Regions from separate parts of the Mus musculus genome. Here all the other regions are linked to region 2. Evidence: chromatin contacts called from public Hi-C and HiChIP or PLAC-seq data. All regions are on one chromosome and are shown on one strand. Each heading gives the region's core, a stretch centred on a gene start, on an enhancer-like site or on the middle of the called end of the contact. The rest is flanking DNA. Distances are from core to core; before and after follow the strand shown.

What was found. A called contact is a pair of places that touch in the nucleus more often than the background predicts. HiChIP or PLAC-seq counts read pairs in DNA pulled down with a chosen protein or histone mark.
Region 1: an H3K4me3 HiChIP or PLAC-seq map of forebrain shows a contact between it and region 2, with 3 times the contacts expected there. The contact joins the enhancer-like site here to the promoter of Slco3a1 in region 2. A contact is called at or near these places in 2 of 39 promoter capture datasets (frontonasal cranial neural crest and liver), 6 of 484 Hi-C or Micro-C datasets (the C2C12 cell line, double positive thymocytes, group 2 innate lymphoid cells and 3 more), 10 of 115 datasets of contacts at active chromatin or transcription factors (CD8 T cells, bone marrow-derived macrophages, cardiomyocytes and 7 more) and 4 of 9 other capture datasets (adipose tissue, liver, macrophages and 1 more).
Region 3: a Hi-C map of cortical neurons shows a contact between it and region 2, with 4 times the contacts expected there. The contact joins the enhancer-like site here to the promoter of Slco3a1 in region 2. A contact is called at or near these places in 5 of 39 promoter capture datasets (cranial neural crest, embryonic stem cells, hippocampal neurons and 2 more), 3 of 484 Hi-C or Micro-C datasets (cortical neurons and myocytes), 3 of 115 datasets of contacts at active chromatin or transcription factors (bone marrow-derived macrophages, embryonic forebrain and extraembryonic endoderm stem cells) and 2 of 9 other capture datasets (embryonic stem cells and macrophages).

What each region holds. Positions count from the first base shown.
Region 1 is chr7:74,407,500-74,410,199 of GRCm38.p6, reverse strand. All of the region lies in intron 2 of Slco3a1 (solute carrier organic anion transporter family, member 3a1), which reads left to right. Among named protein-coding and RNA genes, the nearest start is that of Slco3a1, 150 kb to the left of the region's middle. Within about 2 kb of position 1,374, at least 38 of the 459 cell types and tissues checked have an H3K27ac peak or open chromatin away from gene starts, as enhancers often do. A contact at or near this core is called in forebrain and muscle stem cells, where this site is marked.
Region 2 is chr7:74,553,516-74,556,215 of GRCm38.p6, reverse strand. Slco3a1 (solute carrier organic anion transporter family, member 3a1) reads left to right here and starts at 1,436. Exons shown (of 10, transcript NM_023908.2): 1 at 1,436-1,805. The coding sequence starts at 1,626.
Region 3 is chr7:74,749,130-74,751,829 of GRCm38.p6, reverse strand. No RefSeq gene overlaps it. Among named protein-coding and RNA genes, the nearest start is that of Gm30459, 16 kb to the left of the region's middle. Within about 2 kb of position 1,294, at least 3 of the 459 cell types and tissues checked have an H3K27ac peak or open chromatin away from gene starts, as enhancers often do. A contact at or near this core is called in cortical neurons, where this site is marked.

The DNA.
Region 1 (2,700 bases), core at 125-2,624, 150 kb after region 2:
TTTCAGGTGTTGGAGGAAGAAGACTCTATTAGTATACTCAGCAGGTGGTGTCAGGGTCAAGCCAGAACATAGCAGATAGATCAAAGTGTGTATTAACTCTCATAATCTTATATTTGCCTTATAATCTAATAAAGCCCTAGACTTTCAGGGTTTGTCAAAGACTCTCACAGATAAGAAGCAAATGAATCAAAAACCCCCCATATAGGTAGGGCATCCTGTATTCTAAGTGTTCTGTTTTATGGATCAGGACATTGGACCCAGATCAACCAGTGATAATTACAAGGAATCAATTGGTTGAAGGATATTTGAACATGTTTTCCAAGACCTTTTAAGTGTTAAAATCCACACCTATTTCTTCCTGCTTTTCTTCTCTCTGAAGTGTCCCTGCCCCCACCTCATTTCGCCCAACTCCATATCCCTGGCAACACCTGTCAACTGAAGTTTCCTAAGAAGTCCCAAACTAAGACTTAGGTAGTTAGCTGAGTGATTAAACTTGGTGATTCTAGAGAGGAAAAACATTGCAAGTCCAGAGCTAAAATTATCTTGTGCTATTTTTGGTCTCCTCAATAGTCACCGGTCCAACCAAACATCCTTCTATCAGGGAAAATCATTAGAGCATCCTAACTTAGCAAACCACAAACTTTCACCAACCCCCAAAGCTAAGAATATCATCAGATAACACCAGCCACCTACAGCAGGTCTGCCTGGTCACTGTGCACCAGTGTATTTGTCAAATACGTTGACTCCTTCACAACTCCCTAGTGTTCTAGGACTATAAAGTGTTCACATAGCCATTTCCTAGTGGATCATATCATGCCAGGCAACCTGAATTCCTGCTCCTCAGACATGGCCATTCATAGTTTTGGCTTAGAATAAATTCTCTTCTTCCCCTTAGGGGGAAAAAAAAAGCTGTGTTTCGCATCCATATTCCCGCTTTATTCTCCTTTTCCTTCCTACGCTGTAAGTGGAAAAGTAACAGGCCACTCTAGCCTGTGCAGGTAGGTGGGCATGCAGAATGAAAACCTGCAGGGAGATTAGACACCGAGAGCCTGATCAAAGGATGGAGCAGAATGGAGCTGCACCTGCTGGGGTTGGAGTACACTGGCTTAGCCAGAACCTCCACTCGATGCCGTGCACTGTTCTGAGAGGTAAAGACTGCGCTGTGAACAAAACAGACAATTTTCCTTCCCCTCTCAGATCTCAAAATCTTGGGGAAGGCAGGCAGTAGAGAATAATTCTACACAGAATGGGCGATAGCTGAATGGAAATAGAGGAGAGAAGGGCCATGCTGGGAGAGCTACCGACTTCCTACATGAGGGCGGGTCTCAGTTAGACTGACTTGCACAAGCTGTGCTCTGACCCGATGCCACCTGCTGACTAGACCAACGCAGACTTCCAGGGAGTGGGTGATTAGTCATGAAGTTCCTTGGCAGAGAGTATTCCTGGCAGGTCAGCGTGGTCCAGAGCTGACAGGAATGGCAGCCTGCTTTGCTGGAGAACAGGAAAAGACCCACACTGAGAAACAGAGGCAGGGAGGGAGGGAGAAGCAAGCCACACAGAGCTTTATTGACTGGGTAATCTCAGCTTCATACAGAAGGAGCTGGGAGGGAGCCAGGTGCGAAGTGAAGGGATGACTCTGATCTGAGACTGCCCTGTCCCTGAAGAGAGGGGGTTGGGGGATGGGTGGGTGGGATCCATTCATGAGCCCGCAGGAGCTATCCTGAGGGCCTGGAGCAGAGGATATACAGATGTATCCCAGAGGGAAGAGCCCTCTTCTTTCTCTCTCTTTTTTTTTAAATTCTTTATTTTTATTAGATATTTTCTTTATATACATTTCAAATGCTACCCCCCTTCCTGGTTTCCCCTCCTAAAACCCCCTATCTCCTCCCCCCTCCCCCTGCTCACCAACCCACCCACTCCTGCTTCCTGGCCCTGGCATTCCCCTATACTGGGGCATAGCACCTTCACAGGATCAAAGGCCTCTCCTCTCATTGATGACCAACTAGGCAATCCTCTGCTACATATGCAGCTAGAGCCATGAGTCCCACCATGTGTTTTCTTTGGTTGGTGATTTATTCCCTGGAAGCTCTGGGGGTACTGCTTGGGTACTGGTCTTGGGTCCTTTCTCTAGCTCCTTCACTGGGGACCTTGTGCTCTGTCCAATGGATAGCTGTGAGCATCCACTACTGTATTTGGCAGACACTGGTAGAGACTCTCAGGAGACAGCTATATCAGGCTCCTGTCAGCAAGCTCTTAGTTCTCTTGTATTCTAAAAGAGATTAGGAAGCAGGAATTGGTAAAGAAAAATGGATTTATTTGTAGTTTGGCCAAACTGGTTCCCCACTGTGCCCATAACAGCCTTAAAATTTAATGCAGACCATTGGACTAATGTCAGAAATGTATAGATTTGTTAGTATTCCCCTGTAGGCTGCCCCTGTTCCCATCATAGAGGATACAAGGGAGACTTTAGAATTCAGAAGAACTTCTCCATCCTTCCTGGATTCCAGTTCCTCTGTGCTTGGACTCCAGCCCATTCTCTGTCAGCATGCAATCATCCACTCAGGTGTGTTCTGGTTTATTCAATGTGGTAAATGGAGAGAGACCAAGCATCCAAGTCTGCCTAAGGAACTGTTAGGAAGGGCTGGCAATGACTAGTCATAGAACACAAGCTTGTCTGGTCAAGCTTCTCTCTCCCTCCCT
Region 2 (2,700 bases), core at 187-2,686:
ATTTAGGCCGAAGGTACCCCAGACAAGGGGAGGCACATTGAAAACCACACCAAGACTAGGTGAGGTCATGTCTGGAAGACAGATGGATGAAGCAATTTATATTTAAATGGTAAGGCAAACAACACACCCCCACTGTGCCACCGTCTATTCTTACTCAATTTCTCTGGAAGAAAGTAGAAATTATGGCCGGTGCTAATTGCTATGCACTATTGAATGTAAGCCTTGGCATTGGGATATAGGCCCTTGGGAAAGCAAGGAAAAGTTCTCCAAATAGGCTTTGGCTTCTCCATCACTAACGTGGACAACAATGCTAGGTATTTTCTGTTCGTATCCACTTTTCTCTTAGCTTCCAAACGCTGCTGCCTGAATCAGTACATCCTATCAGAGGCGCCTTGTGGACCAAAATCCTAGGGAATGCTGGGGAGCAAGGGGCGGAGGACTGATGACAATTGGCTCTGCTGCATGCTGACCTTCAGGCCAAGCCAGGGAGGGCCACAATAGTCAGGAGAGGGGTGGGGACACAGCAGGCTTGTGGCTCATCCCTTCCTGAACTCCAACCGCAGGCCGCTGGAGAACTAAACAAGGCCCTCTGCTGGGGTCCTTGTGATCTGCAGTTGCCTGTACTTGGAGGCTGGGGGAAGATGTGAGACTCCCTGAAGCTCTAACTTCCCTTCTCAGAGGTTCTGTTTCTTTCTCCCATTTTCGGGGAATGGGCGGTTTAGATATGTCCAGTAGCCACTGAATGCAGGAGCAGAGGCTGGCAAACCAAAGGAGCCAATGGCAGCTCCTATCTCGGCATCTTCCAGAGCCCCAGAGCACAACGTCTGTCCTTAGAAATCCCTAAACCAAGCCGAATACAGCTCCTGCGATACTCTCTTTATGAAAATTGCTTCTTCTCTCCGGCCTTAGCAGTCCGGTACCCGCACTAGAAGTAGGGTGCCTGGATACTCCCATCTCTGCACCTCATTGCTAGTCCTAGTACCACCCAGTTTCCGCCTTGGTGCCCTGGGCCCCACAATGCCTCCTAGTGGCCGGGTAGCACCTTCCTCGCTCAGCCTCCTACCCCACCAGGACTCCTGGATTTTGCAGTTTCGCTGGGTAGTTAGACCCCGCCGGCCTTGACCATCAGCAAGCCCTTAGTGCCCCAAGCAGGTCCCCTCGTGCCTCCCAGGGACGCACCCGCAGCCAGTAGCGGCGCAGCCCGGGGCTCAAGGCGGCGATCAGGCCCCGGCCCGGGCTTGGGGCGCTAGGGGTGAAGGCAAGCGAAGCCGGCGGGCCAGGGGAAGCCGGTGAAGGCAACGGCGAGAGTCCGAGAGAGGCTAGGCGGCGGCAGCAGCGGGCGACGCGAGGAGTCCCTGTGATTGGCACAGCCCGAGCCGGAGGAGGCGGCGAAGGGAGGGCGGAGGAGGAGGAGGAGGAGAAGGAGGAGGAGGAGGAAGGGAGCTAGCGCGGCGGCAGCGAGGAGCGGAGCCTTCAACCTCTCTAGCCGCGGCAGGACGGGGGCGGCCGCCGCGGGCCCGGGGCGGGGACAGTACGCAGCCTCGCGGCACGCACCCCCGCCCGGCAACGGCCACGACACCCGGGGCGAGCGGGAAAGCGGCGGCGGCGGCGGCGGCGGGGGAAGGATGCAGGGAAAGAAGCCGGGCGGCTCGTCGGGCGGCGGCCGGAGCGGCGAGCTGCAGGGGGACGAGGCGCAGAGGAACAAGAAGAAGAAAAAGAAGGTGTCCTGCTTCTCCAACATCAAGATCTTCCTGGTGTCTGAGTGCGCCTTGATGCTGGCGCAGGGTACGGTGGGCGCCTACCTGGTGAGTCCGGGTGCCAACTCTGCGGCGGACCCCCTTCCCTGCCGGCGCTTCTCGGGCTTGCCGCCTGGCACCGGGAAGGGGCCTCGCCGGCTCCGGGGGCAGGCGGGCATGACCTCGGCCCGGCACGGAGGTTGGCGACTGGTGCAGAGGCGGCCGCCGGGGGAGCTGCCGGCCGGAGCTCGGAGCGGGCGGGACCGTGGATGCCGGCAGCTCGCGCGCCGGGCAGGGGCTAGGGAAGGGGTGCCTGAAAGGAGATGCCGCAGGCAGGTGGGCATGAAACTGTTTCTTCTCCCCTCTTGAAAACGGAGCCATATGGCGAGTTCAGGGAGCCTCCTCAGAGACTGGAAGGCATCGCGGTTCAGGTGACCTGCACATGGGAGGAAAAGCCAGTTAGCATCCTGCGTCCTCTACTCTCCGTTTCATCCGCCCGGTGAACGAATCATTATGCATCTTTTTTCCCCCTGGCTCTTTCTCCATCCACCAATTGCTGGGGGAATTTAAAAGGCGCCCGAGTGTGGCCCTGAGCTCAGCGGTAACTGCAGGGGGACTAGTCCCACCCAGATCCCAATAGCCATCTTTCTGTGGAGGGATAAAGTTATAGTACCTGGAGAGCAGCTGCGAGTTTCTGTAGTTCTACCTTAATTCCCCATCATGGTCGCTCGCCCACACGGGGAGTGGATCATCTGTACAATATGTATTTGCTTTATTTGTCTCCAGAAAGGGATTATTGATGCCCAAAGGCCCATGGACACCTACTATGCCCAGGGAATCCACTTGTAAGGATTACCAAGTACCTACTTTGTCGCTTTCTTCTGTCTTGCTCAGGTGGTCCGCACTTGAGTTTCAGACAGTGCACTTCCAGACCTATTCTGTCTACCCAGGAAAAGATGTCTTC
Region 3 (2,700 bases), core at 45-2,544, 200 kb before region 2:
ATTACTAAGAGGAAGTAAGAAAATTCTAAGGCCCAAAGGCACCTGGTCCCAGATTCATATTATGTGTTATCATTCAGAACAGCTGGCCTATCCAGAAATAATAACGGTATAAACTGCTGCTTTCCCTCAACACCTGCTACCTATTCGTCACCAAGTAACAGAAGGTACAGTACTGGGAAAATGCTTACATTTGAACTGCTGGCTCAGGGGCACAGGTCAGGCCCACTCGGCTCCTTGCTTCCTCCTGATACAGACTCAAATGCTCTTCTCCAATAATAAGAGAAGGTACATGCTGCAAGGACATGTGGGAAGATGAAAATAAGAAAAGAAAGCCAATAGTAGCTAACAGATGATGGCCTGTTTTAAAGAGAAGACCTTGAGACTCCTATTGGCCCGTGCTTAGAATCCCAGCACTCAGATAAAGGAAGACCTCAGGTGAGAGATCACCTTGTGCTATAGAGGACACTCTTTCAAGAATCAAAGAAAGAAGGAAGTTGTGGAGGATGTGGTGGAGGAAGAGGAGTAGGTGAAAGGGGAGAGGAGAAAGGAGACAATTTGAATTTGAAAGACTAATCAGAGCATGAAGTATGCTTTTCAACATCTTGATACATCACATGATATAACCTTGTGGCCCTTGGTCATTGGAAGATACCTTTGGAAAGCAATTTGGAATTCTCCAAATGACATACCTACCCACCTTTGGAAAAATGATCCACCAGTAAGTCGAATGTCCTGATCTAAAATCTAGGGGAATGGGATGACCCTCCAGCAGCCACAGTACAGCACAGTGGCGGGCAAACACATCACCTCCCGGAGCCTTTTCAAAAATCCATGCCTCCAACATTGTGAGATCCAATGAAAATATTGTTTGAATGTTGAAATGTGGAGAGTTTGCTACAGAACAAGAGATTGCTGAAACACTGGGCCTTACTTTTCTCACCCATAAACTAAATGGATTAGCCTTCATGCACCTGCCCTTAATTGGTACATTTAGCCTTTTAAAATATTTGTGAAATGGATAGCTCTGTGTAGTATGATATTGCTATTCCTGTTCATGTTAAACATGTAGTGAGAAATACATTTTTGAGCTACTGCCTCAGTGCCAAGGGCTTACTATAGAACAGGGATATGTGGCCAGATGGAGTATGTATACCCTGGATGCAGGGTCCCCTATGCCAAGGTACAAGGCATTCTCTCCAAGTTTAGTCCTCTGGTTTTTAGAACTCTACTAGGAACAGGGTAAAGCAGGAGGCCCCAGAAGCCTCCTCTCATTATGTGACCAAGATGAATCATTCTGAAAATGGCAGAAGAAGGAAATAAGCATCCACACAAAACTCCATAAATAGGCAAGACACATTTCATCTATGTCCAATTTTTCTTAATAACATCTTAAAGGGCTGTCATTTACAAATTTATCTCAGCAGTCTTTGAACCTATTTATATTTTCCTATCTTGGGACAGTGAGCTCCATATGATCTTTATATTTATTTGTCCTAAATCTATCTTCCATGAGCTTTTTTGACTAATCTACCAGCCCCTTCTCTGTGTGACTAAGTTTAACAAATCCAAAAATCCAGATTGAGAAACAAAATAGACTGAAAATTAGCTACGTCAAATTCTCTATAAAGTAAGCTCCAGACCAGATATAGCAATAAATAAAAATTGAATATGTAGAGTTTCTCATCAAACAGATTCTCATGAAAGTGTGTCAGGAAAATACTAAAAAAGGGCTGGTGGAAGCAAGCTTGTTTATTACATGAAGAATTGCCCAGTTCTGACCAGAATATACAATGGAAACTGTTGGGAGTTAAGCAGACCACTATTTATTATCTACATGTCTTTGACAGGTTTCTAACCAGCCTTAGAACACATAATTGAACTTGGAGAAGGAGAACTAGCTATGCTTAAGACTGGCCCAGGGAGCCAGCCTGTCTGTTTTCATCCTATTCTCCTCTGTTAACTATGTGATTGCAGAAAAGCTACTTGTTCTCCCAGTAGTTCAGCGTCCTTATCTAAAGGATGAAAATAATAAAGCCTGTTACATGGTGTTTTCCTAAGACTTCATAAATTTAAATATGTAAAACCGTTAGACTGTGTCTCTGTCTCAGGGAGTGCCATAAAAGCATTACCTTTTGTGATGAGAGTAAGGGACAAAACAAATATGCATTTGTATCTTTTTTTTCTTCCTGTGATGAATTTATGTAAAATATGAAGCTCTGCTATATTCTGGTTCCAAGAAGGCTGACATCTACACTATGTAAATTGAAATTGGTATACATGCATGTCTGTCAGCCTAATCATTGATTAACAACCATAAGTCACTCAAAAGTAGATTTTGTACAAAAGGAAAATCCCCGTAACTGCCCATGTTATGCCAGTTATGGGGACACTTGGAGCATGCATTTGTGTGAGTTCTCAAGGTGACACTATATAATGAAGTGTGTGGTTGCGAGCTTGGAAGCTAGCTGAGACATACATGGTATTGGGTATCTGGAGAAACACCAGAACTGAGTGGCCATTGAACAAGAAGTGTGACCAAGAGTTTTTCAGACTAACCTTCCAACTAATGAATACTTAAAAGATCCCCAAATGCAGAGTCTGCAATGTATTTGGTGTGAGGGTATAAAGCTTCATTTCCCTTATGGTCTTCTTCACTGGTTCCACACTCAGTGAACACGCTACCAGAGGGCTGTCAGCCAT